Regions from separate parts of the Zea mays genome. Here region 2 is linked to region 1. A link is a contact called in public Hi-C data. All regions are on one chromosome and are shown on one strand. The core of a region is the stretch at or near the end of the contact, and the rest is flanking DNA. Distances in the headings are between cores, read along the strand shown. Region 1 has its middle 160 kb from the start of LOC100384763. Region 2 holds the start of LOC100384763.

The links. A called contact is a pair of places that touch in the nucleus more often than the background predicts.
Region 2: a Hi-C map of ear shows a contact between it and region 1, with 4 times the contacts expected there. The contact joins the promoter of LOC100384763 here to the enhancer-like site in region 1. A contact is called at or near these places in 2 of 25 Hi-C or Micro-C datasets (ear and endosperm).

Annotation. Positions count from the first base shown.
Region 1 is chr8:38,067,601-38,075,110 of Zm-B73-REFERENCE-NAM-5.0, reverse strand. No RefSeq gene overlaps it. Among protein-coding and RNA genes, the nearest start is that of LOC100384763, 160 kb to the left of the region's middle. Within about 2 kb of position 3,725, at least 17 of the 20 cell types and tissues checked have an H3K27ac peak or open chromatin away from gene starts, as enhancers often do. A contact at or near this core is called in ear and endosperm, where this site is marked.
Region 2 is chr8:38,225,742-38,233,251 of Zm-B73-REFERENCE-NAM-5.0, reverse strand. LOC100384763 reads right to left here and starts at 2,881. Exons shown (of 27, transcript NM_001362469.1): 1 at 2,697-2,881; 2 at 2,528-2,593; 3 at 1,588-1,674; 4 at 1,025-1,081; 5 at 847-911; 6 at 589-755. The coding sequence starts at 2,798.

The DNA of each region.
Region 1 (7,510 bases), core at 2,476-4,975:
TGTGAATATACAAAATGTGGTCTTGTTAGGTGTTAATGATGAATGTTGATAATGTACGAATAGCTAGCACTTGCGTATAGTCGTTGCAGTGTCTTACTAATTGGTGTTTAGTTCGCTACCATGTATTGTATATCTTGTGATATTTTTCACCATATTCATCCATATGCATCTTGCATCTCATTTAGGACCGAGAGATGCCGATCGAGCAACTGACGTGGTGCCAACCACAAGATGCAATTGGTGGATGACCCCAAAGAAGGATGGACATAACCAGTGGATGCTCGCCAAACGAGTACCTCCCCCAACAAACACTATCTAGGTGTTAAATTAAAGGCAAGCCCCGGTTTTATGCATAACCGTTATATATATGTTATTTTACTGCACTTAATATTTGTAGGCTTGTACTGTGCACTTAAGTGTAGGAGTTGACTGAAACCCTAGTTGCATGAACTCAGGATTCCCTTTGAGATGGATACTAGTATGCTAGGTCGAGTAGCTGCTTTGCTAATTAGGGATCTCGGTAGAAGTCGAGTGATTTTTCTAGCACTCGTGCGAGGTCAGGAATTGATTGTATCCACTTTTCATATCGAAATAATGATGGTCTGTGGACACGGATCCATGGGGATGTGTGGTCTACGAGATGAAATTGGAATAAGGATTAACGTGTGGATACCTGTGTCAAGTGTTTGAACGTACTAAGCACATGCCGAGAAATATGGTAAATCGGTAAGCCTAGTACCTGAGTGAACCTGGCAGCAGACTTTGCCCCTCACGCGACCTGAGACGTGGTCTCCCATTCCGGTTATGGTGGGTACAAGTGCGGTCACTGCACGACGGCAGTCGGGGTCGGTGAGGCATTGTACGCCAAGGCGGTGAGCCCTGTTCTGTTGATGGGGAATCGATGGGGACGGTTGATGTGTGTGGGGACGGAGTGCCTCGCCACGTCGTGTGTTTAAGTTTACCTTGCAAGGATAAAAACTCGATTCGAATCGTCTGCTTCTCGCAGGTAATGAGACTGCTTGATCCATTGTACTGCATTGAGTAATAAGTGGAAATGAGGTGACTGGCAAAAGATTTTGATTGATAAAATGTTTGATACCATGTATGAATAGCTAGGTACTCATCTAGTTTTAAAAGGATCATACTAAAACTTGAAAAACTAAAACTTGATTTTAGACTCAGCTAGTGCTTTTGGCAAACCAAACCCCTCAGCCAAACAGCTGCATGTCTAGAGGTAGAGGAGTAGACTCCTCACACCGGGTAAGTCTAGCTGAGTATTAGTATACTCAGCCTTGCTTGTGGCATAATTTTTGCAGGTACCTCCTTAATTTGGTTGATGGTGTGACTTGGCCTCCATCCCTGCCACCGGGATAGACGGTCGAGTGGGTTACTGCTTCCGCAGGAGAGGACCAGGAGGAGTAGCGTGGCCAGGCTTCGCCATGTTACTCGGTTTTCTCCGTTAGTTATTTCCGCTGCATTAAAAAATTTGGTTATTATTTCTGAAACTCCGATAATGTAATCACTAATGATACTTATTAAATTTGTGGTATTATGTTTTATTGTATTTCTCTGTGCCTCACCTTTGTGTGAGCTAGTGGTATTCGATCCTGGTTAAGTGGCTTTATCGGACTAGATCCGAGGGACTGACGATTTATTCCTATTTAAGTGTGGTCTAGCCTCTAAGGCGGGATTCAGGCACTTAAGTTGGAATAATTCGGGCGGTTCCGCCACACCTATTTGCCAAGGGATCGCGACTTCCCATTCATCTCTGTCGAGGAGACGAGGCAGGGTAGCACTACGAGGCCTTTACAAAGTTCCACTAGTTCAGAAAACCTGCTACAGTTTCTGAGAAGGGCAATATAGGAATCACTTGTCCAAAAAGCCATCGCAGCATGATCAGCCCGAGAACCTCTCTATACGCAGCTCCTCTACCGCTCTTGACCCTTTCGGGTAAGGTAGTCCTCCACTAGCTTTCCTAATTAGTCAGCCAAGGGCGTCCCATACTACCTTGTGGTAACACTATTTTCCCGGGTGGTTCTCCATGTTCCAATTAACATGATGATCTTATCATGAACAATAATAAAAAGAACAACAAAATTGGAACATGATCATAATATAACATTAATTTCCCAAAACCAGGTAGAGCAATAGCAAATCTACCCAATAGTTCTTTTGTTTGCAATGTGTGGGACAACAATACTAGGGATACCTATTAGGTCCCATCAAATTAACCTAAGCATGTCATAGTGATTAACAGGAATATTATTAGGTTAAGTGATCAAGGGCACAACTTGCCTTAGACTTGAGATTCCCAGATACTTTCACCAAATTGGTCTTCGGGTTTCTCGTGACCTCACTGCTACTTGTAGCATTACATACAAATTGGCAAGGAGTACATAAACATAACAGTACACCAACCATGAGAACAAACAACGTAAGAATATTCTATGAGTTGTTATGAGGTCGTAGGTTCGAGAACCACTAAATTCGGAGTTACGGTTAAGGAGTTATGATTTTATGAAGAATTAAGTGTTAGATATAAAACAAATTAAGTGCATAATTTTAACCATATGTTTCATAATAAAATAAAGTTACTAGATGATAAACAATATTAATATGAATTTAATGCAACTGGAATGGATCAATTTGGAGCTAATATGAGGGAGTTATGAATTTCTCAAGTCCTTTATTTATTTTTATGCTTAAAAATCGATTCTCATATTTAGTTTGAACTTAAATAATAGTCCTGGACTGCAACTCCTATTTCAAAAGTCTGTGGAGACTAAACCGAGAAAAACTTGGCAAGTTTGTGATGATCTATACATAGGCCGAGACTGCGGGTTGTTTTCCAGGTTATAGAGGGGCTCTTTTGTTATTCTGCACCGACCGAAGGGGTACAACCATTTCCTAGCTGCACGATTAGAATTCCGTGGCCCAGATTAGATCCGAGCCCCAGTAGGCACGCGAACTGCAGGATCCACGATCTATGACCCAACTTTGATTTTAGGTGACATCACATCGCGTCCCATAGATCAGCGATCAACGGACCACAAAAACCCAAGTCAAGTCGCTACCCGTAACCTAATCCTGGTCGTTCCGGCTTGATCCCACGGCCATGGGTTCTCTTCCACCCCCGACGCCTATCTCCGGTGGTGCCCAAACCCGACGGCGGCGCCATGGCTGGGGTTTCCCCAAGCCCCAATTCCAATGTCTAAACTCTGATCTAAACGCGGTAACAAGAAGCGGGTAACGACAGGGTTTCGTCGAGGGTTGCTCACAGTGATTCAAGAAGTTACAAACCCCACTCACGACGTGCGGCGGATCTCGTGCACGGTGACGAATTCCGGTCGCCCCAGTGGTCGATTCTTCCTTCCCCGGCCACGAGCGCCCTCCAAGTAACGCAGTGAAGCTCCTAGGCCCTCCATGGAACCTCGAACGCCGGTTGGGGACGAGGTCGGCATTGGCGGGTACTCCCTGCTCTTAGTTCTTCCCCGCAATGGCGTTGGCGCTCGGTTCTAGCACAAGTGCGATGAAACGAGGAGGCAGGGGGTCGCGACTGGTGGATATATGCTAATGGGAGGGGTCTGGATGGCTGTAACGGCCCCGATGAGTTTGGCGTAGGTAGTTGAGCTATGACGCCGCTCGCGCGGAGTAGGGGAGAACGCTCCGACACCTTGGGCCCACAGTCAGCGGAGCGCGCGGGCGATAGCCAGCCCAGGCGCAGAGGCCCCACCCGACTGTGACTCCGACTGAGAAAGCATGCACGGAGAGGCAGACAGGTATGGCCCACCTGTCGGGGCAGTGGCAGCGCGGTTGCAGAGTGGGCCGGCGTGCGCACGAGAGGAAGAAGGGAATGGGCCGAATTCCAGCTCCGCGTGGCCCAATACAGATGGTTTCCCTTTTTCTTTTCCATTTTTCTTTTTCTATTTTCAAATTCAAGTATTCAAACTAAATTTAAATTCCTGTTTTGAATTTCAGATTTTCAAATATCAAACATACTCCTAGTGTGAATACGACTTCCATTGTTTGCAATATTATTATTTATTCTTCCTCCTATTATTTAGTTATGGAAGGAATAATTGACTTTATTAAAATTTCCTTTCCTTTTACTCATTTTCTGTTTTATATTCTCATTTATAATTTGAATTCAAATTTTAAATTATGATTCCTTTATTTAAATAAAATGCATCACATAAAAAAATTCAGCATGATATGCATATATATATTTATCTATTTATTTAGTTACTTTATTTATTATTATTTATTTTATTTTTTCTCTAAATGATTTTCTTAAATCACATGCTTTGGATTTTGGGTGTTACAATGTGACGGAACCTCCCAAGTAATTAGGCCCACCTACAGTTGTCCTTGTCCAACGGACTTCAGACAACCCTGTAGGTGCCCTTGAATCACTTGACAAGTTCGGTATCTACTTTTCTTACCTTTCCCAAGAGCGTTTCACCCGTCACACAGACATTACAAGCATCAGAGTTATGAGAATGCGGAAGCAATTACATAAACTTACCTTTATTTTAAAGTAAGATCAAGTTGAATATGTACAGACCAGAATAAATCCTAAGAGTGCAGAGTAATATTATTACACATACCAAGGGAGGCAAAAACTCCTCCCGATAAGTTTTAAACAAAAGTTCTAATGGAGGATCCTTTCCTCCCGCACTTCATTCCTGGCGTTCTTCCTTTGGTACCACCTTAGAACAGAAGCAACAAAAATTTGTCGCTTCCTCACCTAAAAACAACGGGGAATAAAACCCTAAGTACGGAATTACTCAGCAAGTCTTACTCGACTAAAGAAAAGACTCTCAAGGGTATGCTGGTTAAGGGAGTCAAGGTAAGGCTTCTCAATAATCAAAGACTCTGTTTTGCAGAAATGATTACTAAAAGTGGATCCTTAAAAATCCAGTTTTATTTGTCAAGTTAAGTAAAATTACCTGCAACTAGAGTTCTTTCTACCCTAGTTCAATCACTTGACCTGCACTAGCCAATTTCTTAACAAACCTTTCATCTTTACTGGATTGCTACGTATAAGTCAGTGACCAAGTCTTCATAACCGCGAAGGTACGGCGATCCGAATCGATTATACTCATATGAGGATCTCCAATCACACGACATATGTAGCACTTAACCCTTGCATATGTCAACCCGCCACCGGGGTTCTTAAGACCAGATCAGGTTCACGCGAACCGAGAGCACAGATACACCACCGTCCAGCCTCTTGCTACGGAGGGTACACGCTACTCTCGCCACCGCTCCACGCCCATTCTGTGTTATCTTATTCTGGCCTTAGTTTGCCCGAGGCAAGGCTTACCCATGACGAGGCATGTGACCAGTTAAAGGGTCCTCGGTCAGCAGGCCTACATCGACACGGTCCTTAATCGACTCAGATGGAGACACCACACCGAGACTCCTTTCTCGTGCAAGTCACCCGCCCGGTCTCAGCTTAATCATTTCAAACCCAAAGTTTGGTACCTGGCAGAGGTACATCTTTTCCGATGTTGAACCCATCACGACCGTGATGGATCCACCATCAAGTTTTATTTTTGAAAACATCCCACCCACTTTTGCCACATCATCTTTTTGTAAAAACAAAACATTTTGTTTTTCTAAAGCAAAGCTAAGCATCAAAATCTTTTGTAAAATGGGTGATCAAGGAAGGTAATCAAATTCAAGGAAGTTAATGCAGGAATTGTTTTTATCAATCAACTCCTATCACCTAATGCATCAAGCAAGTGAGAAAGATTTTAAAAACATCAAGGAAGGTGGCAAATGCACCAGGGCTTGCCTTCGTTGATAGGTGAGTCAGGCTCGGATCCGCATATATCAAAGTAGAAACAATTTCCTGCCTGAGATTCCGAAGGTGGTGGTGTCTTCTCTTCGGTTACTTCGACTTCTTCTTCGTTTTCTAAATATAACCATATAGGTATATATAAGAATGAATGCCATGTAATGCTCATGAGAGTGCAAAGATAATAAGAATTTATTATCTAAAGTCTTGAATACAACTTTCCTTCACGGAACTCCGAGAACTTAGGGTTTCTGGAGTAAGTAAAGGAGTTCAAAGGGCAGGGGTGGGGGTTTTAGGTTCTAAGTATCAAATAAGGTCCAAATCAAACCAAACTCTACTCAAGGCTTCTAAATAATGTGTAGAGCTCATATAAAAAGTTTGGGCATTTTTGGACTTATTATCTATTTTCTAAAAATCCGGAACTAATGTTTTAAGCTACTTTAAATACTCCAAAATTCCTTATTTAATCTAAAAATCATGAAATTATTTTTATTAAATACTATGAAAAATAAGGAATCTAGGAAAATTAGTTTGACATTTTTAGAATTTTTCTACCATTTTTTAGAATTTATTTGGCTCTGGAAGAAAAAGAAAAGGGAAATCTGTGAATAGTACTAGGCCTGATTTAGTCCAGGACGGCCCAACCACAGCAGAAGTGCGCGCGCCCGCGCCCGCGGTGGGGATTTTGCAGAAACACCCTCGGGGTTTTGGCTAACTGGGAACAGGTTCTTTTACTATTTCATTGTGTCACTTACGGTTTGCACATAAACCCTCCATATTCTAATTCTTCGCAGGGGGAGGTCCACAACGACGGTGAGCACGGTGGAGCTCCGGTGAGCTAGCAGATCGGCCTAACGGGGCAATGGCTGGCTTTCCCGAGCGGCGGACACCAAATTAGACCTACTCCGAGCATTTTCCCTAGGTTAATTGCACGGTTGGTGACCTACTCCGCCCTGCCCACGAGAACAGCGAAGGCTAAGGACCTTTGCTCATGTTCCTGGCGATTGGTGAGCTCTCAGTCCAAATTGGTGGTTCGACAAGCATCACAGAGTTATGAGAGTGCTCAAACGAGGGCGAGGGCGGCATGAACTGACCTGAACGGTGCTGGCCACGACGAGCTCGGTTCTTGCGGTGCGGCGGACCGATTTGGGGGCAAACAACGATTCTCCGGCTAGGGGGGCTAATCGGAGACGGGAGTGGTGGCTATGGCTTCGCAATTTGGAGATGAAGGTTGGAGCTCGGTTGATTTGAGCGAAGGGAGCGAGGACGGGGTGAATTTATAGGCGCCGTGAAGCACAGCCGCGGCCACGGTGATAACCATTGTCGGCCCTAGCTGGCGATCAACGATGGCACCGAGCATAACACTCCCCTTAGAGCTTGCCATGTTCAACCGCGGCCGTAAGGCAGTCAAATCCGTGATGGCGTGGCCGAACAGAGGAGAGCGGCGCCGGTGACCAGACATGGCCGGAAGGAGGGGTGGTCGCGTGGCAGCCGAAGTTAGTGCTCTCCACCGCGGCGATCTCACCCGGAGCAAAAGGGTCTTCGCGCGGAGATGCTCGCCGCCCGATCATCCCGACCCCGGCGCTAATCGCGGCGCGAATGGGTCGTCGGCGGTGAAGTTGCCGTGCTGGCGACCTGATCCATATCGGGACACTGTACCATGGTGAGACCTCATCAGAGCACCTGACAGATCATCTTGGAGCTCCA
Region 2 (7,510 bases), core at 1,632-4,131, 160 kb before region 1:
TAATGCAGAGGTACATAACTACATAACATGAAATGAAATCAAGAAATAATCACAAAATAAATTATACCCACTCAGCATTCTCATATTACTAAACCAATGGTCTGGTGATAAAGAGGCTGATGGGATGTGGTGTTCCAAGGTGCTGGACTTGGAGGGGGGAACAGGACCACAAACAAGTTAGATGGTCCATGATTGTATGAGTTGCTGAGCATAGGGGACATATTTTGGGCATTTGAAAGATAGTGAGCAGGTCATGAAAGGATTATATCCCTACTTTCCAGTGGAGAAGTAAGAATTCAATCGAATTCAAATCAAAGCAGGTTCCAAATTTCACACTTTCGAAGTAACAAAAATGTTATTGCAAAATAAGTAAATGACTCATTCTAAGTATTTATGGTAGAATTTGTAAACAAAAAAGGGTAAACCCAGTGTCAGAGGCTCCCAAATGAGTGGGGTCTAGAGAAGGGATAAATCGAAGCAAGCCTTCCCCCTACAAATGAACTACCAAACAACTGCATGTGACATATACAGGAAATGAACAATATTCATACCAATTTTACATGTATAGTAAGGGCACTAAATAAAAACCTGGAATTATGTTTGTAAATGAATATTCTCCTGATGATGACGTCAAAGCAGATGCAATCAACTCATCAGAATCTGTCATCAGTTCAATTTTCACACCAGCAGGTCCTCCCCGTTTTGAGCAGCTCTTACCACCAACAGCTCCCACTACTTTACCGGATATCATAAACCTGCACGGTGCATGCATACATTAACATTTGAAGTTTCAATGTGATTCATGTTCACACAAAAAAATTAAACTAAATGGCTAAAGAAACAAACCCAGTGAACTGGAAATTTATATCCGCATTTCCATTGCACCCATTGTGATCAATGATGACAGGAACCTGAAGTGTTAGGTGAACATGTCATCCAGTAAAAGAACAAATGCACTTAGTGCTTAGTAAAGACAAAGTAAGGAGGGAAACAAAGGAAAGATTCAGTTAAGGAATTATTTTACAGTTTCGGGCTTCCATGACCATCCCTTGGGCCCCTTCACTCTGACCATGAACGAACCCTGTGTTGACAGAAGCGACAAGCATAAATAGTAGACATAAATTTTATTTTAGAAACAATGGAAGAGAATATCAAAATTATGATCTTAGCAACTTCCTCCAGTACAAAAAAAAATAGGTGCTGCTTTGGATGTCATACAGTCAAAAAATAAATTTCTTTGTAATATTCATTAGGAGCCTACATACCTTGATCACAATAACTAGTAGTCTAATTGTCTAAATATGTATAAAATATATCAATGATGTAATAGTATGGAACTGTTTTTTGAAGGAAGATCAGGCTATACAATTTCTAGAAGTTCAATTGAAATATCAAAAAGGATATTGATGACAAAAACTTAAACAGGGCATCATGCTGACAGTAGCCAAAACATAACATGTTTTGTGACAGGAGGGAGTAGTGCCCTTTAACCTTTGCTCCTACTTGCAATAAAATTGTATGTGTAAATAAAATGAGAACACATAAAAGATAATCCAGAACTAAAGTAAACAAAAAACACAAAGATACCTTATCATAGACGGGGATAAAATAGTATCCATTAGGAGCACACTGTGTGCTTTCTTTAACCAAACCATCAACAGTGCAGAGCTCAACCTGATACACAAAGTTAAGAGGGAATCAGTTGGAGGCTTAGTGCAAATCATAAATAAATATAAAAACATATGCATCAAAACCAAAGCACAAGCATGATTAACGGAACATACACAGACACAAATAGAGCAATACTAGAATAATAGCCATGTATTAAAAATGATATTAATCTCTACATGCTACAGTTTGCATATGTCACTATATGAGAGATGAAAATATCCATCAGTTTAAACTTAGTAGAACCCACCCAACCAAATCATCCCCCACACCCACAACCTCCACTAAACAAATTGCACCCAGACTTAACAAAACATGAAAACCAACGTTTCAGATCGCTGGATAAACTCTCTCCCTTACTCAAATCTAATGGACAATATTATTTGAATCATCCCCCATCGCTCCCCCCAGCATAATTAAGGTCCAGCAATCACCAAAGCTACCAGAAACAAGAAATCAGTATGTGCTCAAAACACCGGCAGGGCAACCTCTTGTGCCCTAATGGTAATTCTAAATGGTCTGAATAGAGTGTAGAGTCGCTAAACCCAACCATGCAAACCCATAGGGCAGTGATCTGAATACCATGGGACAACAGGCAATCCGAAACTAGGATAGTTGTTAGAGCAGCGGCGGTAACTCAGCATCATGCAACCAGAACGTGTTCAGCTCTCCATGAGGTCCAATTCAAGTGAACGGCATCAAGCAAATGTATGTTTAGACTAAACGAATCATGCATAAAAATACCAGTCAAAGCTCGATAGGAAAGGACAGCTGAGTGCAACTACGAAGCTTGTCTACGTGATGGGATGAGACGGTCCTAAGATATAAAAACTGACGATGGCGGGAGCGGACGGCATACCGTGATGTCGGAGTAATCGAGCTTGGAATCCGATGCCTTCCTCGACTTGGCCAAGCCAGAGCTCGCCTGAAACCACCCAAAACCCCAAGTCGCATCAGTGTAACAAGTCACACCTAACCAAAGCGAAACACACTGTACACGGAGATAGAGCAACATGAGGAACGTCGACCTCGACGACGCCGCCGCATCCGTGGATCTCGTCAGAGGCGACAACGGCGGAGAAGAAGGCAAGCAGGAGGGAGAGAAGGATGGGGAGACGGCGGGGATCCATAGATAATAGATCGGATCTAGCGGGAGCGGAGCATGCCACCGGGGGAGACGACGACGAGATCGATATGTGCGGGGGCGATGTGTATTAGTGGTAGCAGTGGAGTTTGATATTTGCTAACAGCCTAGCACTCGCTTGGACCGCTGTGGACCTGTGCCCTATGCTGTGGGTGTGGGCTTTTTTCCTGGGCCCTAGGTGTAGTGTAGATGTAACTATAGAAGACGATGGGGTTGGGCTGGAATAATGGCCTTGACAAAATTGGGGGTTTCACGTCCCTGTTTTCATGAAACTCCATTGAACCCCCCCCCCCCCCCCCCCCCCCATTGAGAGCCACTAGATCAGGCGGCGCCCCTTCGGACGCCCTATCCAACAAAGGGTAAAACAGGAGCGAGCAATTGTACATATCATATTCAAATTTAGCAGAGGATTAGATAAATTATTTAGCACAATCCACAAAACTAATTAGTGCGAGACAGGTAGAGCAACAAAGCAATGAGCAGACCAAACACATAGAGACTGAACATAGTAATGCATATCAAATTGGAACTATAGAAAAAAAAACCTTCATTTGCTATAGCAATTAGAGCACAAACAAAATGAAGTGCAATAAAAGCATAACTCGGGGCACATATATACATGCACACTAAAATAGAAGTGTAGCGCTTGTTTTACATAGCAATCCTTCATTAATCTGTGCATCCATATGGTACACATCCAAAAGCAGGATAGAACGTATTGATCCAGGTTCCTGATGCTACCACCAAAGGATCAACTTATATGTATAAGTTGGTTTCATAAGACAAGCATAATTATAGAGACTAAGCTACAGACGGATCGACATATATCCCTCGCATTGTCGCGATGAACATAAAAACACGGTGTTCCCTTATCCAGGATGAAACCTAGGAGGAGATAAACATGTATGCACTACATAGTTCTTGCGAACACAAAAGTGCAACATCCCCGAATTCATGATAAAACGTCAGCCTCACCGGACCTGAGGGGAAAAAGCTTTTTTATGTAAGATATAAAAACTAAATAAACGATAGTAATGGATGGTTTATGAAACTTACTTAAGGTATCAATACAGTCTCTGATGCACCCCTTTTACCAAATTTCCATCTCAGACACTATCAAGTATGGTATGATGATTTTAAATTTGAAGATTTTAATTTGGATTTACAAAATTCCAAGAGCACATAAATCTAGCTACATTGATACGCATTTCCAAAGAGACAATGCTTCACTAACCTGTAGAGAAAATGAGTTGTGTGCATGATTTCTTAAAAACGATTTTGAAGATGTCAGGTTTTATCAAGAAACTTATGGCATTAATTTATTGCAATGCTCTCCTTTTTTATTCAGATAGAACAGTGTTTTAATCTGAATCCATTAATTAGAATAAACTATGAACTTTAAAAATGGGCTTGGACACTGTCATAAGCGCTGAAAATATAAGGAAAAACAATAGTAATAAATGTTCCTCTAGAAAGTAACTACAACAATATTTGGAATGAAAAACGAGGAGACAGTTTATAGGATAGTTTGGAAGGTATTTCCTTAATTTATTTGGTTTGAGGGTATTTCCAGTATAATCCTTGGTGAATAAAATGGTAAGATTTGTCATCTTTACATGTCGCTGCAAAACTTGTTAGTAGTGTTTATTGACTGTTTTATATTGCCTAGGAATTTGACTATCTTTGCCTGGATGAGCAGCAACTGATGATGCACAGAATATGATGGTAAGATGTTTTATATTCTTTATGCAATTCTTGGTGTTTGTTCCTAATTGATACATGATGCATGGTACACCACGTAACACTTACTTCAGCTGAATTCAGTGGTTCCTATGCAACTCCACCACTGCTTACCGTAGGACGCTAGGACCGTGCGATCAGGTCTCTAGCAAGGAGTCGTATATGGGCATATTGTTCAGTTTATTTCCTGAGTCATTTAACTGGGAATTAGCCTATCGTAAATAAGAAAGGTCAGGTCGGTAGCATAAACAAGCAGATGTAGTCGTAATCAAACTTAAAAAAAATAAACATCAATTTCACATTATGTGATTGAAGTTGGTGTAGAGGAGTCATCAAATATTTCTACACTGCTTTTGAAACTGAATTTATATGTTAGAAGATATTCCTTACGTTCAAATCACTACTGCCTCAAATTATGATCAATACAAATTAAGCACTGGAAGGCCAAGACCAGAGGACACAAAGTATTTTGGCTATATTTTTCTAACAATAATAGTTTTTTGACTGACCAAGTGATGTATGGTTCTCTGTACAAGTTGCACTGGCTGTAGGACTGACAATACATGTCCATAAGCTCAAGTTATTTCAGAATAACATACATATAGTTTTTTTGAAGTCTCAAGCTTAGGTAATAGGACAGAGACCCTGGTGGGTAAAAAGTGAACACTACAATATGATAAGAAAATAGATAGTACAAAAAAAACTACTAACCTATTTTACTCAATGGAATGTATGTGCACTGATGGAAAAATGGGTAACACATGTTAATTTATGCTACAACATTTGAAAAAATGTGGAACTTGCTTCAATCAGTGGGATTTGGTGATTCCATCGACCAAAAACATTCCAGTTCCCCCTAATCAGACCTAGAGAGCGTGTGTCCACCAAATCGAAATCACCAGATCAAACCAACCAGTTCGATTGCACCAGGATCTTCAGTATGAGAAGGATTATGGCGCTTCTCGATGAAATATGTAACCCTAAACCTATATACAGACCCAGAGTGCATCTGCCAAACCCTAATACCAACATTTGCACATGTGCGCACCAGGCTGGAAGCATGTCAGAGATGTATACCTGCATGGACGGAGGTGCTCCCGCCAGATCAAGTTACGAGAGAAACAAGATCGAGTTCGTCGCCGTTCAAGCTTTAGATCTGAGGCTATGGGTCGTAACGCGCGTAGACCCTAAAACCCTCAACCCCGACGCCGAGAGACTGGGTCAGAGAAGGTGGACGATGGAGGCAAAGGGGCTGGAGGTGGGGTCGTAGACGGCGGCGGCGAGGAAGAAGGGAACCAGCGGAGGGTGACGATGATGTGGTTCTTGTTGCCAGGGAGGGCGACGAAGTGGCGGGGAGAGAAAAACGAATAGCAGGGTGGTGGGAGGCAGAAACACGGACGCAAGCGTTTCGTTCTGCCGAATCCAATAAAAATCGTCGGGTCCGAGAGCTGCTTTCCACGCGTCGGCGCAATGACAGGCCGAGTACGCGCGGAGTGCGGAGAGGGCCTCAAAACCTTGCGTCTTTTAAAACTTTAGATTCCCAGATCCACCAACACACAGGATTCTTTCTCGGAAATAGTATTTTGATTCCATCAATTTTGACGGTCGTTCGATTTGATGTCCTCATCTACAAGACAACAAAACGATTTTCCTACCACCCTCAATTTTTAAAATAAATTGGTTTTGCAATATAGATGGATTTGATGACGATTTTTGCTGATGTGATTTTGATGATGTGATTTTTTTTCAAATCAAAAACATGTTCAAAAAGCTAAACCAACACTGCTCATAGTTTAGAGAGTAAATCGGGCTATACAATATTTTTTTTAAAATATATTCAGATACTATATACAAAATATTTAACTGATCTTAGAAAATCATAGAAATTTTCATTTAGCTCAAAAAACTTGGAAACTAGTTCTCGGTTTTATGGTGCCTAAATTGGAACTAGCTTAATCTTCTATGGGCACTTTTTGGTGCTTAATAGTTGATATATGTTCTTGTTATCTTATACAATCAGTCTACATTAACACTAAGAGCATCTCTAACAATGTGTTCTATAAAAGTGCCTTAAAAATTAAAAATGGTTATATTTTATGGAATTTAGGGCATCAACAAAAAAATTAAGCTCCAAATCAAGTGGTTAACCAAAATATGTTAATCTACTATGTTCGTATGGAAAGGAAAGTTTTATGAAGCGTTGGTTCGTTTAGATTTAGATATGGAGCACCCAATAAAGTTTGTTATGTTTGTGGCACTTCAGAAGGTGATTTTTATTTTTTTGACATTTTTTTGTAAAATAAGGCACTGTTGAGCAATTTTTTGTAGCTTGAGACCTATAATTTAATTTGGGGCACTAAAATACATCATTATTAGAGATACTCTAAGACGACTGAGATGAAAACACAAAAGTCTTGTATCATCATATTATACTTAATAATATTTAGTATAAGCAAAAACATGTGATTGTGTAGTAGCACTTGATCTTAATATACAAATATTATGTGTGCTATCATCTAGATTTTCTTATGGCACTACGCTCTATAACTCATTGCACTAAAATTAAATTATATTCAATAGTTTAAAAGCTTAATTAGATATACTAAAGAAAGGTGCATACATGTATATATGTGACATGGTACATGTATCCACCAATATTAACATATATATTTTGAAATTTTATCTAGAACACGGGACCAACATCCACTATGGTCCTAATGATGTTTGTTGGGGGACTTGTTCTCAAATGCTATGAATTAAAAACAAGGCAATACAAAAGTAGATTAATGGTTAATGTCCTTCGTCCTTCGAAGCATTATTTTCCTAAGGATATAACGATCTTTGGATGAAAGTTATGAAGGACGTACCTTCATCATCACAGCATGTATCAATGAAAGATGAAGCATATGAAACATGAGAAATAACATGGATAATCATACGACATTATAATATATTTCT